Regions from separate parts of the Bombyx mori genome. Here region 1 is linked to region 2. Evidence: chromatin contacts called from public Hi-C data. All regions are on one chromosome and are shown on one strand. Each heading gives the region's core, a stretch centred on a gene start, on an enhancer-like site or on the middle of the called end of the contact. The rest is flanking DNA. Distances are from core to core; before and after follow the strand shown. Region 1 overlaps LOC101740927. Region 2 holds the start of LOC101737357 (interferon regulatory factor 2-binding protein-like A).

What was found. A called contact is a pair of places that touch in the nucleus more often than the background predicts.
Region 1: a Hi-C map of middle silk gland shows a contact between it and region 2, with 2.1 times the contacts expected there. The contact joins the enhancer-like site here to the promoter of LOC101737357 in region 2. A contact is called at or near these places in 3 of 7 Hi-C or Micro-C datasets (middle silk gland, posterior silk gland and whole pupa).

The regions. Positions count from the first base shown.
Region 1 is chr18:13,241,787-13,245,632 of ASM3026992v2, reverse strand. All of the region lies in intron 3 of LOC101740927, which reads left to right. Among protein-coding and RNA genes, the nearest start is that of TRNAT-CGU, 18 kb to the left of the region's middle. Within about 2 kb of position 1,997, at least 5 of the 8 cell types and tissues checked have open chromatin away from gene starts, as enhancers often do.
Region 2 is chr18:13,142,456-13,146,206 of ASM3026992v2, reverse strand. LOC101737357 (interferon regulatory factor 2-binding protein-like A) reads left to right here and starts at 1,643. Exons shown (of 4, transcript XM_021349330.3): 1 at 1,643-3,751. The coding sequence starts at 3,169. The region is part of intron 3 of LOC101740927; the gene reads left to right.

The DNA of each region.
Region 1 (3,846 bases), core at 748-3,247, 99 kb before region 2:
TTCTAAGGTTTCAGTATAGTTACACAGTTATTTAAACAATTCGTTTTCAGTATTAATTCCTTCCGATAGTAAGGCCTCATTTTCTGAATCTGGTTATATTGACTAGTACATATACACGCAAACGACTTATTCCGCTAAACTTTACCCTGAACACGTGCATCTACGAATTGTAATTCCACCACCGGTTCGGACCCGAGTGGAGGACGCTCCGCAACTCGATTTACATTCGCACACATTGGACATTGCAGACGGACCTCAACAGAGAATGCGATTATTTCTACTAATAAGGACAGTTGTACAACCAAACAATTACTTATTAGGTTTAAGCTATCTCTCATGCCCTGATATCTAGATGGGTGGACGAGCTCACCGTCCACCTGGTGTTAAGTGGTTACTGGAGCCCGTGGACATCTACAGCGTAAATGCGCCACCCATCATGAGATATAAGTTCTGAGATCTCAGTATAGTTACAACGGCTACCCTACCCTTGAGAACGAAACGCATTACTGCTTCACGGCAGAAATAGGCAGGGTGGTGGTAACTACCCGCGCGGACACACAAGAGGTCCTACTACCAGTAATTACGCAAATTATAATTTTTGCGGGTTTGATTTTTATTAGACGATGTTATTCCTTCATCGTGGAAGTCAATCGTGAACATTTGTTGAGTACGTATTTCATTAGAAAAATTGGTACCCGCCTGGGATTCGAACATTGGTGCATCGCTCAACACTAATGTACCGGACGTCTTATCCTTTAGGCCACGACGGCTTTATGGACAATCGTGCAAAGAGATTGGGCAGAACGAAACGATGACTGTTCCAAGACGTCTTCAGCAGGGCCCTGAAACTGCGATACTTTAAGACACACATTTTTTTGTATGGAAACTAGCGACATCTTGTAGCAGATGCCCCTAAACTGATATGTTGTTAAAATTAAGGCATTTAATTATTGTATCACTAAACACAGAGAAAAAAAAACATACAAGTTATCATTTGTTATAGATAGACAAATTAATTAAATTTTACCAATTTGTGGTTTCTGAAAATTTACAAAATCCTTCATCAAAAATAAAATATACGATAGGTAATGTTACTGCCATCTACAGGAGCAATGAGAAACTAATCGAAGCGAAGCCATCTAGTGGCCGACACCCGTAAACATTTTTGTTGAGTGCTGGAGTTGCTTATCTTGACATCTCGACTCTGCCGAAGCACGCTACCCGAACTAAGCCGACCTTTGACGAGTAGTTGTAGCTCAGACACACTAGATGGCGCGCTTTTGTCGTGTCCGGATGCGATATATATAATTCCGCTACATGTGGACACTTTTGTTTGGGTCATTCAACACCCCATCCCGGTTTCGTTGAAGCACTTCCATTCTCTATAGCCCGTCCGTAGCAGGATCCTCACATATGTTTCCTAAGTATTCTGTCGAATTCCTTGTTAACAGTCTTGTACACAGCCAGAACAATGCTGCTAACAATTCAATCTAAAGCCTCAAGATGGCCATTGATGACCAATATGCGTTCACCCGCCCATTACAGCTAACGGTAAACCCTTGCGTTTCAAGTTTTAGAGAACTGAAAACAGAACAGTAATTGTCCAGTTTGGAACTGTTTTTTTTGGCATATATGAGAATTCCAGCTTACACACGCATAGAAAAAATGTTAAATTGGAATGTATGATTGAAGTATGTATATCCGAGGATTTGACCGAAATACACAAGTGAATACACCCCAAGAAATTTTCAAAGTTGCTTTAAAAATAAATGCTTTAAATAAACTCGAATACAGAAAATTCCCAATACCATTATATGACTAATAATCAAAATATGCATTATACGTAAATCGAATGCGTAATTATTGAAATGATCTGAAAACTGCCTTGTTGAATGAAAATCAAACAAAACTAATGACTGTACAAACTCAGCGTGTTTACTTTAATTGCAAATAAACGTCTCGTCTGCATGAGACTAAAACATTTACAATGATAATCGCGCACCAGACGGCGGTCTACGAATACCAATAAACATTTTGTAATGTCTTCACGTAGGGCGATAGGCGATGGTGTGTCGGCGGACTGACAATTATTGCGTGCGATCACACTGTGGCGAATTTACGATTGGCTTCAGTTGGATCTCTTGTGTTAGTTATATCTATCTTCTTTTTCTTCTGAGTCGGTCTCTTCATTGCTGAAGGTCGTGTCTAATTTGAAACGTGGACCACTCGATGCACAATGCTTCCCCACGTCTGCATGTCCTCGGCGGTCTTTATAGCCTCGGTTATTGGCAGGCCGGTGAGCATCTTTACCAGATCAGACCGGCGGGTAGGTGAGCGTCCGCGTGATCTTCTCCCGTCAACCTGACCAACTATGATCAGCTTCTCCAAGTTATCGGGGCCTCTACGAGCGAGAGTTATGCGAGAGTTATATATTTAACAACCGTCAAAGATAAAACCATAAATAATTTGCAAAAGCTCGCGTCCGCAATTACATAGGCGCTTCAAATTTAATAATACTTCATTTAATTTCAATGAATACAATAAACATTGGCACGTTTATAACAAGAGAAAATCTATCCTCTTAAAGTTACGTTCACTGAAAGGCTGCTAATTCCCAAATAATTAAAAATCTACTAATCATATAAATCATAACGCAAAATAAAAAGAGATCATTCTAATTCGTTCTCGTTTGCATGTTCATATTGGCTCTAAACGATGAGCACCGTTTATTTTCGTAATTAAAGCCATATTAACAGTATCCGCTTGCTTTCCTCGTTATGACCACTTCCTAAACTTGGGCCCGATGCCAAAACACAAGTTTAGCAGTGAGTGGTTTTCCCTTTAATGTGTCAACGATCGTCTGGGTGTGAAACCCCAACGTTTGCATTTTCTAAAAAGAGGATAATAAACCGTTGCGACTCTTTCGAATTTCAATCTTAGGATATTTGTTATAAAAGGGGCTTCTTCGGTTAACCACATATGGTGCTCTTTAGTCTTAAATTATTACTGATTCGTGTGTATTTAGGTTGTTTATTTGCAATTCTATATGTCCGCACTGACAGGTCACGGTTTGATAGTATAGAAGCCATTCTGGATTTCAAATAAAAAAATCCTTTGTGGTAGCGCAAAAGAATGTTTGTTTATAAATCAAGTAAAAGTTAAAACATTACAAGGAAAAAATATTACATTGTGGCTGTAACTTCGTATCTATTGTGTTGAAATGGAAATGTACATATAAATATGTATCATGATGGTGATTCCAGAAGCCGAGTCAATTAATATTCTATAAGTAATTAACGGCACAAACAGAATGCAGATTTAACCAATAATCGAATTAGTTATTCATCGATCGGTCTAACGAAGGTTGCGTAAAGCCCATTACTAGTCAGGAGCCAATCTTATTCACTTCCACAACGCTATCTAACTTCCGAGATGATTCCTCAAACGTTCCTTAGCAAGCTCCTCACGATTTAGATAAAACAATAAAATGGACTAGCGCACGTGACCTATGATTTCAATTTCAATTGTCACTCTGTTTAATGAAGCATTTGTATTCGAGTGGGTACTTCTAGTGACGTTATTGACACCTTTTTGGACACTTTCTGGTAGGAGGCCATTCGTTTTATGTGTGATGGCTTCGGAGATTAGTAGCTACTGTAACAGAATTTTTTATTGAAAATTAAATTTCCCTTTCGGAAACAGTAGCGTTTCTAAGTCACCGATATTGAGTTCGTATGTGAATTGAATGAATTAGAGAACGTAATAATAGCAAGAGTATCACATAAGCCTGTCCCGATATTGATAAGCTACCTAGGTTTTGATCTACTAATATTAATACTAATACTG
Region 2 (3,751 bases), core at 394-2,893:
GTTTTAAATTAATTTAATGTTAGGGAATTTAAACTGATGCTAAAATTAAACAAACTTATGTATAGTTAAAGAACTGAAAAAAAATGCTAAAACAACAACTCAAACATCTTCGTTTTGATCCTCCTTATCGGTACATGATACCTACGCAAATTTTCAAGTTGATCTGACGTTTCGTGGTTGTTGAAAATAACATTAAAAGGTGCGATGACACTATATAGTAATCTTAATGTTTTGGATTGAGGTAGACATAGATAAAACGCACGATTGTTGCTAAGCGATTAACGGAACCTATAAATCATATGATACCTTCGTTGCAGTGCCGAATACGGCCAGCCCGAAACCTAAAGTATATGTATATGATTATAAAGCCCTTAAATAGCATTCCTTCTGAAAAAAAATTAATGTAAAGAAAACAGAACATTAACATATAGACTTTTCTTGATTTAGTGTGTGCAAATTCAGAAATAACACTATATTCATTATAGTGAGGTAATTCAAATTATGTTCCATTGTATTTCTGGACACATTTTTAATTCGTTTTAATGTTGAAATGGAGCTTTGACGCTACAGTTCATCAAACTCCAGTAAATATTTCTACACTTGGATAACACGATTTCAATTAAGTTTTTGTCCGAACTTTATAAAATTGACGTTTTAAACCGTTTCGTTCCAAAGTCTCGTGATTTTACTGTCAATATCAGCTGCCACATCTATGTTCTGTGTTGAATGGTTCAAGACAATGCCCAAGCCTTCTTCCATGTCATCTGGCTAATAATAAATGACGATAATTAAAATTATATGTCACTTTCGGTAAAACTAGCATAACAGGTTAGTAGCAATAGATAGGCTTGACTTTGATTGTCCAAGTATTCCGAATAATATATTGATTACTCGCTTATATGCTTTCAACAGTTTGACCAATGCCGCCAATGTATTACCGTCTATAACAATGAACACTGAAATTTCAAATTGCTATCCGGGTGTTTGATTATCTATCCAGTGAATTAGAAGTGTTGAATCATTCGTACAGTGTATGTTGCCTGCGTTTTCTCATAATCGATTTCCGTTATTCCTCAGAGTCAATCAAGGCTTTGTCTTTTGTTTCTATATGCGCAAATGTGGATCGCACTGCTTGTATGAAGCATTTAATGATTTTGTACAGTGGACGTACTGTAATAAGCTTGTTTTCTACTACAAATACAGCAATACTATTAACGTAATGTCCGTTTTTGGATACTACAGGCCTTCGGGGTTCGGAACCCAAAGCATTTTCTGCTTTGAGTTACATGCTTAATGAAGTGTAACGCTGCGAATTGCAGCGGCCCATCTTTTAAACCGAATCGTATAATTGTCTCACGGCAAAAATAGACAGGACGATAGTACCAATCCGAATAGGCTGACAAGATGACCTTACCACCAGCAACCGTCACATTTCACGGAGGATGCCATATTATAAATAAGTCACTAAACAAAGTTTTCTTATAAATACGTACTACGTAGGTATCACGGGAATATTATCAAAAATGGAGAATTGTATCCATGTAAAAATATAGATAGAAATAGGAGTGCAGAAAGACAAATGAATGGTGGATGAATTAAACGAGTAATTGCAAATAATAACGATGAGTATAAAATGTATAGTAGACACTGATATAATCGCTGATAGAAGATAGTGGATACAGAATACGTTGACTTAATTTTGCAATCCGTCTGTGGAATAAATATGTTAAATTAATGATTTTTTTAGTGATGGCTGAAATCAAACTGCAGTTCACATTACTGAACGATATATATTCGGTCACTAAAAGTACACAAAGTATGACCATATTCAGGTATTGTGTTACAAAATGACGTATTTAGAACAACGTTAAAACTCAAAAACGTGTTAATTTATTATAAGCGATATAATCGTTCTTGTCGACCGTTCACGTTTACCTGGCCGTATAACTGTTTTTTCTCCGATCCTCGGCTGCATACAAAAAGTGATGAGAGCTGTTTCCATTATTATTAAGCACAACAAAAATGAGCGGCAACAAGGCAAAGTGAACGGTGCGACGTTGCCGATCTGCACGCTCGGCTGACTCGTCACGTGACGTCACGTCTCAAGATGGCCGACACACCGGTCGCGTCCCCCCGCTTCCACGCCAACCGGATCCTATCCAGTCGCTTGGTAGTAGTAATAATAATAATTTAGAATGCAGCCGTCAGAAAGGAAACCGACCGAGAATAGATGGGAGAGAATATACTGAAATTTAATGTATCGGACGTGTCTACGTTATATTTTAACGCTAATTGTTATTCTACAACACGCTGTTTACTTTCGTTGAATAACACGGACTATGAATAAAGGGTCGTGGCCGTGTCAGTATGTATGGCGACTGTGTGATTCATTTATAGGTGGTTCTAATTAAACTGACGTAAACAGCGGTTGCGTTATATAGTTCATTTAAAGAACTTGATAATAATACCTTGATTACCATATTAAGATATGGCTACGTGAATACGCTTTTGTAAATAAGCAGTTGCGTTAAATATTTAATTTAAAGAATTTAATACCTATTAATAGCTTGATTACTTTAATTTATGGCTACGTGAATACGCTTTTGTATATTTCCTATTAAGTAGGTACCTAAGACTGGCTAGAAATCTTAATCTATGCCAATAATAAGTAGGTACTTTAATATAGAGTAGGGCACCTACCTACCTTTACTACACCATTGAACTCTCGAAAAATTGAGTAGGTAACCTCATTGCTTTTTTCAATGCGTATTTAGACGGGTTCGTCGTTATCGTGCGATAAGCGCGTCGTCGGGGTCGGGACGAGTGGCGCATCCGCGTCGCGGCTAACGGCTCGTCCTCGTCGCGGTGGCGTGGCGGTGCTGCGCGCGCTGACGTCACCGCTCGATAATGGCTGCCGCGCCCGGCCCCCCCGCCACACACACGCCGCCGAAGCTCAGTCTTTCCTCGACCTCTTAAAGAAGCTAGTGTCTTTTATGTAGTGGCAACAAACAACTGTCGTCCGCGAAGTCGAATGTGAAGTTTTGTGTTTTTATTTGTGACTACCATGGTGACAGTGTTTTTTCCCGAAGGCATAATAAATCAGTGACAATTTTCAAGAGAAACGAAGAAAACCGATCTCTCGCACTCCGCACTACACCCGGCGGCGAGATGTCGGTGATGCAGAAACGGCAACACTGCTACCTCTGCGACTTGCCCCGCATGCCGTGGGCAATGTTGCATGAGTTTTCAGAAGCAGTGTGTCGAGGGTGTGTAAATTACGAGGGCGCCGATCGAATCGAAGTAGTTCTAGAAACAGCTAGACAACTAAAACGCGCTCATGGTTTCCAAGAAGGTCGTGGTCCGTCGCATGCAAAAGGAGCACATCGTACGCCCTTAGAAGCCCATCAAAATGGAGCAGAAACAACAAGAGGACAACCTGCACCTCCAGCTCACCATACACCGACGGTTGGTTTTACGTTACACCATCCACGACCTACGGCTAGTGCAGGCCTTCTGGCTGAATATGGAAGCCGAAGAGACGAACATGAGGGTAGACGACTAGCCCATTTACCTACACATCATCTTCCGGCACATGCAGGGGCACGTCTTGCTCCTGGTCTCACTTTAAAACGACCAATGGATGATGATGACCATCAGTCGCATCACGAACCAGCTAAAAGACTTCTAGAAGAACACTCTCGGCCGCCTCTAACCCGTGGTGATTCACTGCCAGCAGTATCACTAGCTGCTC